Regions from separate parts of the Mus musculus genome. Here region 1 is linked to region 2. A link is a contact called in public Hi-C data. All regions are on one chromosome and are shown on one strand. Each heading gives the region's core, a stretch centred on a gene start, on an enhancer-like site or on the middle of the called end of the contact. The rest is flanking DNA. Distances are from core to core; before and after follow the strand shown. Region 1 holds the start of Pcdh20 (protocadherin 20). Region 2 has its middle 9.9 kb from the start of Gm33203.

Region 1 (4,443 bases), core at 931-3,430, 120 kb after region 2:
GAGATTTCAGAAATGGGGAACTGCGGAGCATTGTCATTGATATCCCTGATGGCAATTTTCACCTTCACAAACCGAAAATATTCCTGAGGCAGGACCAGCACGTCCAGAAGCAAAAGGCAAGAGTCAGAAGAAGGAGAGGAGGCAATGGAGGTACTGCCGGCCCAGGCAGCCCCACCGCCCCCATCCAGGCACAATGCTTCTCTGTCGATCTCCTGTGCAGAAGTGTGCAGCTCGCCGGAGCGGTTGTTTAGGGTCACATACTGGCCACTCAGTCCCCCGGAGGCCAAGCTGAAAGAGAGAGGGGGGTTCCCCTCAGAGGCAGTGCGCTCTGGATGCAGCAACTGCTGGTTCTGTCTCCCAGAGGCCCGAGGCAGCAGCCTCAGGTCCTCCGCCAGGCTGCCTATGAGCACTCCGGCGGGCAGTCCCTCATTTAGGCTGTACAGAAGCTCGGTAGCACGGCTGTAACTCGCGAGGCAATTGAAGGGTCCCACGAAGAGGAAAAGCAGAAAAACATGCTGGAGTGAAGGAAGGGGACAACGGTGATTATACACTCCAGGAAGCAGAGATCAGAGTTAGGAAGTAGTGACCCCCCTCCAGGGACAATGCTAAACTTCCTCACCATTACCACAAACAAAACCCCTAATCTGAACTGAGCAAAGTAGAAACTTGCTGCCAGAGGGGAAAGAGCTGTGGGAGAGATCATCTCTGAAACTTAACTCCTTTCTCTTCATCTTCTATTCCGCATCCCGCATCCCTCCCCTGCCCCCAGCCCCCCACCCCCACCCCGCTCCCGCACCGTCTGGTAACTAGCTTCTCTAGTTAAGGTTTAGAATCTCAAACTTTAAGGCTTTGGGTCTCTGGAAACACAGAACAGAGCATACTTTGACGCAATTTGCTGGCTGCTTAACTAGACAGGAAAACCTCCGTAGGTTGTGGGGAAGAAAGGGAGGGGAAGGTGGCGAAAAGGACTGAGCAGTGCAGGATTTAGTGCTCATTGACATGATTCTACCATTAAAGTCCCAGAACATCTAATGTGATAGACTCGTTTTCTATGAGGCCAATAAGGACAGCAGCATCAGTTGTAACAATGACAACAACAACAACAACAACAACAACAACAACAACAACAACAACAACATCATGATGGAAAATTGAGCCATATTCCCTACCTGCTTTAGGGAGGAAAAAGATTTTTCATTTTAATCCGTACAAGAAATCAAATAAAGTGATCTGGATCTCTACCTCTTATTATGCCCTCTACCTCCTGCTAAGCTGACAAGCCAGCAAAGTAATCGCGAAAAATTATTATGCAAAGGCATTTGTCAGTTGCAGTAGACAGACGATTCCAAGCTGACATTGGACACAGGGATCGATCTTTACAGCCTGGAATATAAAGAGGATTGAGCGCATCCTCGACCCTCCACCTCATGCAACATTTCTGCTTCAGAAACTTCCTCTATGGACCCGAGGGACCAAGCTATTTGTTTAAAATACCTTGGGCTCAGTATCCCAAACTCCTTTCCCTCCCCCTATCCTCTCCTGAAGTTTGCATTCTGGGAAAACGTTTGAAAATACCATCCAGGAGTAGAAACAGCTGGAGAGCATTGCAACTTCTGGAGGACCCAGGGTTCGCGCATCCTTACCGGCAGGTTCCTGTGGCTGGTCCTGCTGCTGGGACGATGTAGATGCCCCATATCCAGGCACGGGTGCCAGGTCGCCGGGCGCAAGCTCACTGCCTGGACCAGCAAGCTGCGCGCGTTCCCTCGGCCGCGCATTCCCTGGGAGGCTGCAGTCAGAGCGCTCCAGAAGGGAGGGTGGCAGAGGACACTCCCTCTCTGTTCATGCAAATCGCCGGGGAACTTCAGCCAATAGTCACTGGTCTGTCAATTAAGAACAGAAACTCCGATGAACTGGAAAGCCTAGGTTCAGAAGGGGACATTTACAGTGTCCGCTCCTGGACAACCCACCAAAAGAGCCAGAATAAGGACTGGCTCTTTACAGCTGGGAGGAGATGCCACCAGGTTGGGGACCAGAGCACATGACTACTAGCCTTGACAAGCCTCGCTCCTTACTGCACCACTTAAATCCCAAGTCTACAGGTTGTTAGCAAGAAAGAGAGAATTAAAATAAATAAACAAGCTCCCTTGGTGTCTGAACGCACAGACCTGTTCCCACAAAACCAGGCTTTGCCAACAAATTCCTCCTTGTCAATGTGGATCCAGCAGTTCTTTGCACTGAGCAAGAAAACACACTTTTCTCAAACAAGATCAGTCTCAACTTCTTGGTGCCAAAGATGCAAGCCAGAAAAGCAAAGCTATGAAATCGGTGGAGGCTCTTCCTGTCTTCATTTTAATTTTCGCTATTGGTGATGGCAAAGCTGATAGTGTTTCTCGGTGTCTGCCTGTAGGTTTAATTTTAAAGGTAGCTCCAGTTTCTAGATGAAAGACAGTTTCTAGCTGAACGACGACGAGCAGAACATGGTGTGTGTGTGTGTGTGTGTGTGTGTGTGTGTGTGTGTGTGTGTCTGTGTCTGTGTCTGTGTCTGTGTCTGTGTCTGTGTTTGTCAATATATCTGTGTGTGTATTTGTGTATTGTGAGTAATAACAGCTATTATTCTGGAAGGGAAACACTGAAAGGAGAGAGGGCAGTCACTAAAGCTTAAATAAAATAGAGGTTGCTCTTCAAATGTTCCCACTTCTCTTCTCACTCTGCTCTCCTAAGGGTCTAATTGGGGGTATGCCCCTTTACAAAGTGGTCCTGGAGCTGTCCAGGTCCAGCATCCAAAATGTTTTGCTATCTTACTGACTCTGATCTTCAACAGTCTGTGACCTGCAATCTTTCATGAAATCAGTTGATGGGAGTATCCAGTACATTCAGTCTGTAGAACTGGTAGATCTACTGGGTATCATATAAGTATTGGCCAAAGGCATTCAGCTTCTCTTCAAGTCTACATTCTCTTCACTAGGCTTCTAAATTTCCCCCTAACTGCCCTGAACATAAAGTCTTGTCGGCTAAGTGACTAGTGACTGAGTTAAGACCAGAAAAATCTCTGCCTCTAGCATCAGAAATAACAATTCTCTGTACTTTCCAAAGGAAAGCTAATTTAATTTTCTTCTACCTTGTACTAACCAAAATAGAAATTGTTTGGCTAATGGCCATATTTTTCTCCTGTATTCCACTAATCCTAGATGGAAACTCATGAACATTGATAAAGTACTACATCAGAACATCTGGTGTGTTCTGATGCTTGTTATTGCAAAGTTGTATTGTATATGGAAAAGACAAAACACTATACTACAAATCTGACAAATATTATGAGCATAGCTCTTTACAGCCCAGTGGGAGTATAGATGAAGTAGCCAGACCACATGTACACATCTGGACATGGTCTTCTGGGTAAAAGTCCATCATGCATCTGGTAAACAAACCACATCCAGGGAGGCGTGTTTGTCCCTTCTTTCTTAGCCCTCTGACTGCCACTTATACCCTACAGCTGAACTTTTACCAACATTGGTAAATATTTACCTTGGAGTCCGTAGTCAAGACATTACCAGACTCTAAAAATCCGTACCATGCTCCATCTAAATTGTGTTTATGTCTTAATGCAATACCCTTAGCCTCAAAGAAGCCAGGAGCATATGCTTAGAGTTAGAATATCTTTTAATGGACATAAAACCCACAATATGCAACAATTCCAATGCTATACAGATAGAAAATGCATTGGACTGTGTACACTCACATATGTCATAATCTCAACTGGTTAGGTCTTTTGTCTTTCTGCTCTGTCTTTCTGTGTGGGTGGCTGTTAGATTTTCTTTTATTTATAACATTGTCGTAGAACTCTTTTTTTTAATTATTATTATTTTTAGAAAGACAAACTGGAGACAATCTATTTTCACAACTGCCTTTTCTATTCTCTGGTGTCATTCCCTTCTTTACTCCAAATCTACATTTTAAAGGAATCCCCGCCACTCCACTACAGCAGATTCTGCTCTTTCACCATATTACCCATCTGTCTCTATAGAAAACTACATTACTACCATTCCTCTTTGTTAAGGTGAGTGGAAACTAAATCTCCCTATTAGACTATAATTTGTCTCCAGTGTTTCTAAAATGAATGGATATAAGAACCATAGCAAAAGCTATTGTAGTGAGTAGGCAGACAGGAATTCAACAGGTTCTGAAAGTACTCTTTGGAGGGACAATATGAAGCACTTTTGTTTTAAGTTACTATGCTGGTTGTTGTGTCCCTGAATAGTTTTTGTTTGTCACAAAAACTTGAAATCTTGGCACAACACTAGGTGACATCTTACATGGGACATGCATGCTGTTAAACATACTACTTGCTATCATCTTCCCTCTTTGAGGATCTAAGGAAAAGATTCATGCAGCATTTTGTTTTTTGACTGAGTTTAAAAAACAGAGACAGAACCAAATGAGCTT
Region 2 (4,425 bases), core at 962-3,461:
ATGGATAAAATATGGCTTTGGGAGCCTTACTTCTTTTACTTCATTAATGTCTATAGCATGTTAACTTGAAACTAAGAATTTTCAAGTCAAATGCAGTAGTTTTGAGATTATTACGAATGCCTAGAGCCTTCTTAGCATTATTAATTACTAGGTTTAAGCTTCCAGTAAACTATGTAAATCAACTAATCAAATATAAATGATATGTTATAGTAGTCTTGAACTATATAATTGTAACTTTGGGCTTACTTTAGAGTTTCACACATTTGGGCCACTTCTAAATAACCTAGTTCTGAGGCATTTGGAGGTTGAGAAATACAGATATATCATTAATATGTAATTTTGAAGGCATGGCTGTTTCAAAATGCTTTGACCCATTTGTACATATTCTGGTTGTTCTGACTGATACATTAAATAGTATACTTGATTCTGTGCTAATCTTGCAGAAGCCTGGACCTCTGACAAAAGTTTGGCTTTTAGAAACAGATGGCTCAACAGTCTAACTCTGTAAGGTTGTTGCCATTTCTGTCGAATGTCTGTAGTTTGTTGTTGTTAATGCTACCTATCCATTACAGCTGCTCTCATACTTTCTCTACTTCTCTCATTGTGTTTTGTTAACATTTTTGATGAGGGTTAATTGTCTTGTTAATTACACTTTAAAGCCTCTGGCTCTTATGACAGTAAGCAGGTCCCAATGTTAATAAAAAGCAGCTTAGAGTGCTTAACTTGAAACTTTTAAGACAGCACATTTAAATAACAGTGTTCAGTTGTTTTATTAATACAGAATACTAATGGTTTTTATATTTTCTAAAATCTTTGTGAAATTTGGACTCATAAAAATCAATCCCACTGGACCAGCACAGCAGTAAGTATGCATCCAGAATATTTTGAAATCTTTATTGCAGAATTTATTATTTTAATTGTTTTTAAAAGCCATCCCCAAGCTTTCTCTAAGTTCTTGTGAGCGTTAACGATCTGAGAGTTTATATAGCAAGTATTGGTGTTTGTGTTAGTGTTCTTTTGTGCACTATGCTGATTTAGACAACATGTTGTAAAGATTAAGATCTCTCCTGCTTTTATTCTGCTTCTAGAATGATAGGATACCATACAGAGCTGTCACTGAGAACCGTAATGATTAGTGGGTTGTTTAAAAAGCTTCTAAAGATGGAATAAGAAATCAATTAGTATCTGGGAGCTCTAATTTACTTAGAATAGATTACCTTTTATTGCATTTGTAGTAACTCACGTAGCAATTTTGTTGATTATTCTGAAAGGTTGACCCACTATTTTCCTTGTTCTTTCACTCAGAAAGCATTTATGAGTTTTCTCAATTCACAAAGTAGTGCAGTAGACAGCAGTGACATGAAGCTCCTGGCCCTACTGGATGAAGTGTAATGGTGACAAAACGCAGAGAAATACCTCTCTGTGAGCTTTGACAGTGGAGCAACTGGACTGATTGGTTGAAAGAAGTAATGATTAAGTTAATGGAGACATAATGATCGGAATAACAAGGAAGGAAAGAGCCTTCTGCTAAGAATATATGGTTTCTACATAAATGGCCTCAGATCTATGCCAGCATCAGACATTGAAGACACTTTAGTGGGGTAATAAAGGAGAGTATGTGCATAAGAGGTGTGGGTAAAGAGCTTCTACGTTCAGAGATGCTGGGAATGAAGTAAGGCTTGACATATGGAAGGCATTGACCTTGTTACATGACAGTGCTACAAAAAAAGAGAAGGGGCATAATGGGATTCACATTTTGAAGAAATAATTCCAGTATTTTTTTAATGAACTAATCAAAATATAAACTTTCAAAAATCAGTTTTAACTGTATTTCACTTTTTCTATTATTTCATTTCTAGAAACGTAAACACATATTTTTCGTCTTAAACTCTTTCTTTCCAAAAAAAAAAAAAAAAAAGCTGTCATTATTTGGCACTTGATTAGAGCTTCCTCTTTGAGCAGCATGCGTCATATATTTTCATCTTCTGACTCTGAAGCTTTGATTCAAGCACAAAGAACCACATGTACTTTCCCGAGGACAGGGCTGCCTTTACACGATGCTGCTTTGACATTTGATTAGCTGCCACTTCTTTTTCCTTTTGGCTGTGACTGATATTTGAAACATTTTACAGATTTCCTCTTTGTAATAACATCCTGTCCCTCAACTAGTTCCATTGCTGAGATCTGTGTATGTGACTCCTACTGAAGACACTGTCAGTTCTGGGAACCACTCCAAGAACAGCCATTGCAGAGTGTGTGGTGGGTTGCAGAAGCAGCCCTACAAAGTCTTTGCATGTGGTAGACTCAGACTACGCAGAAAATATATTCAGTGGAATATCAATATGCCTAAAACTTTACTGAAAATAATACAGTATTTTTCTATTCACCATAAATAAGATATTAAATAGATAAAGAGCTTAAGTCTTAACCTCTTTCTCCACATTACACTTTTATCCATATAAATTTTTAAGTACATAACTTAAGTCAGTAAGTGCTTTACTTATCTTGCTTAAGATTTATTTTTCTTGTTGAAGACTAAGTACCTGTGAAATCCATGTACGGTGTGTGCTGTATACACACACACACACACACACACACACACAAACACACACATTATATATATGTATATACAATATATTTTCATGCTCCAAGGATGACCGAAGAATTCTTCATGCTCTCCATTCTATACCTGCATTTATGAATAATTATACAAATATCAACATCAAGTGACTGATAAGACTGATTTTCAAGACATTTTTCTTTCATTCTACTAGAATTGTATTTCTCCTCATTTTCTTGCCCCTATTCATCAATATACTTTAACTCTCCTATGGGTACCTGTTGAAAAACATGGAGTTTGGGAGGTCAATAATAGAAAAAGTTTGAAAATATCTTTGTTGACAAAAGTCCTTACATTAAACAATGAAAACACCATTAGTAGACACCAGTTGTTACTGGATAATATATGTAATGAACATGCATCTAGTTACCTGATGCTATATAGTTAATAAAATATAAGCCATACTTGACATTTTAAAAGGCTAAGCACGTACATACTGGCAGAGTAAAGCACACCACAACTAAGAAATATGTATGTTTTCTACCTTATTGCTTTCAAACATTAGTTTTAACATCAGAATTCAGCCAAGAGCATTAAAATACCATTTCCAAGTTAGTGTGATTTTCAGAAACATGTTTTACAGTCAGCTACTTTAATAAAATCTACACTCAACCATCTACCCACCCTGAAAACATATGAAGTCAGGCATTGTGAATAGGTAATTCATAAATAAAAAATGAAAGTTTGGAATAGAAATGTGAATTAAGTTTAAATTTCTTTAGTTTTTGAGCTATGTGTCATACATTTTCCAGACATCTTACAGCTCTGTTCCTTAGACATATGCTGCTCAATGTTAAAATTATTGAAATTGCTCCTCTTTCCAGATTATGTTATGTTAAGCTAAATATCAGAAAGTAATTTTCCTTTATACCAGAGTATAATTTTGTAGATACCACACTTGGTACCTTGATTTGAGTTAATTTAACTGGACTCCAGGCACTGGAAAAAGGAGAATGAATAGAAAATATCCTGCACTCTAGAGACCTGACTTTAAGTTGAATAATTTTTCACGTGATCTGGCACCTAAAAACTCCTTAAGGCAAGGATAACTCCAAATTCACTGCACTGTTGTCTACCAGCATTGGAAAAATGTAGGAATGCTGTGTTGGAGCTAAACAGAAAAGTTAAGAAAAGGAGTTTAAAAAAAGGAGTAAAGAGAAACACGACCTGCCCTTTGAAATTTGGAAATGTTGGGGTACAACAAACACATACTCATACATGTACAAACATATATGAACAAACATATATAAATATGCAAATGCACATAAACACATACACACAACTAATTGCTTTTTTTTTTATTCTGAGTGCAGCAAAATTTATTGATGGTATTCAAGAAAGTAGGGAGGGCTCCCTAGGCCCCTCCTATTATGGGGTTCTGGTATGGAAATTGTGAATGAGATGCTCAGTGTTAAAGGCTGAGATGGGACAGGGACTCCTCAGCAACCTAGGGCATTATGCTCTCAGTGTCCTTGCTGGGGTGAATGGTCTAGTTTCTTACTCCTTGGAGGCCATGTAGGCCATGAGGTCCACCATGCTGTTGTTGTAGCCATATTCATTGTCATACCAAGACATGAGCTTTACAAAGTTGTTATTGAGAGCAATTCCAGGCCCAGCATCAAAGGTGGAAGAGTGGGGGTTGCTGTTTAAGTCACGGGAGACAACTTGGTCCTTAGTGCAGCCCAGGATGCCCTTTAGTGGGTCCTCTGATGCCTGCTTCACCACCTTCTTGATGTCATCATACTTGGCAGGTTTCTCCAGGCAAGATTTCAGATCCACAATGGATACCTTGAGGGTAGGAACAC

What was found. A called contact is a pair of places that touch in the nucleus more often than the background predicts.
Region 1: a Hi-C map of ventral hippocampal neurons shows a contact between it and region 2, with 2.3 times the contacts expected there. The contact joins the promoter of Pcdh20 here to the enhancer-like site in region 2. A contact is called at or near these places in 2 of 39 promoter capture datasets (hippocampal neurons and liver), 5 of 484 Hi-C or Micro-C datasets (cerebral cortex, embryonic stem cells, liver and 1 more) and 1 of 9 other capture datasets (pancreatic islet).

What each region holds. Positions count from the first base shown.
Region 1 is chr14:88,469,216-88,473,658 of GRCm38.p6, forward strand. It overlaps Pcdh20 (protocadherin 20), which reads right to left and starts at 2,181. Exons shown (of 3, transcript NM_178685.5): 1 at 2,166-2,181; 2 at 1,644-1,880; 3 at 1-515. The coding sequence starts at 1,775.
Region 2 is chr14:88,345,255-88,349,679 of GRCm38.p6, forward strand. It overlaps the pseudogene Gm9274. Among named protein-coding and RNA genes, the nearest start is that of Gm33203, 9.9 kb to the left of the region's middle. Within about 2 kb of position 2,212, at least 19 of the 459 cell types and tissues checked have an H3K27ac peak or open chromatin away from gene starts, as enhancers often do. A contact at or near this core is called in ventral hippocampal neurons, where this site is marked.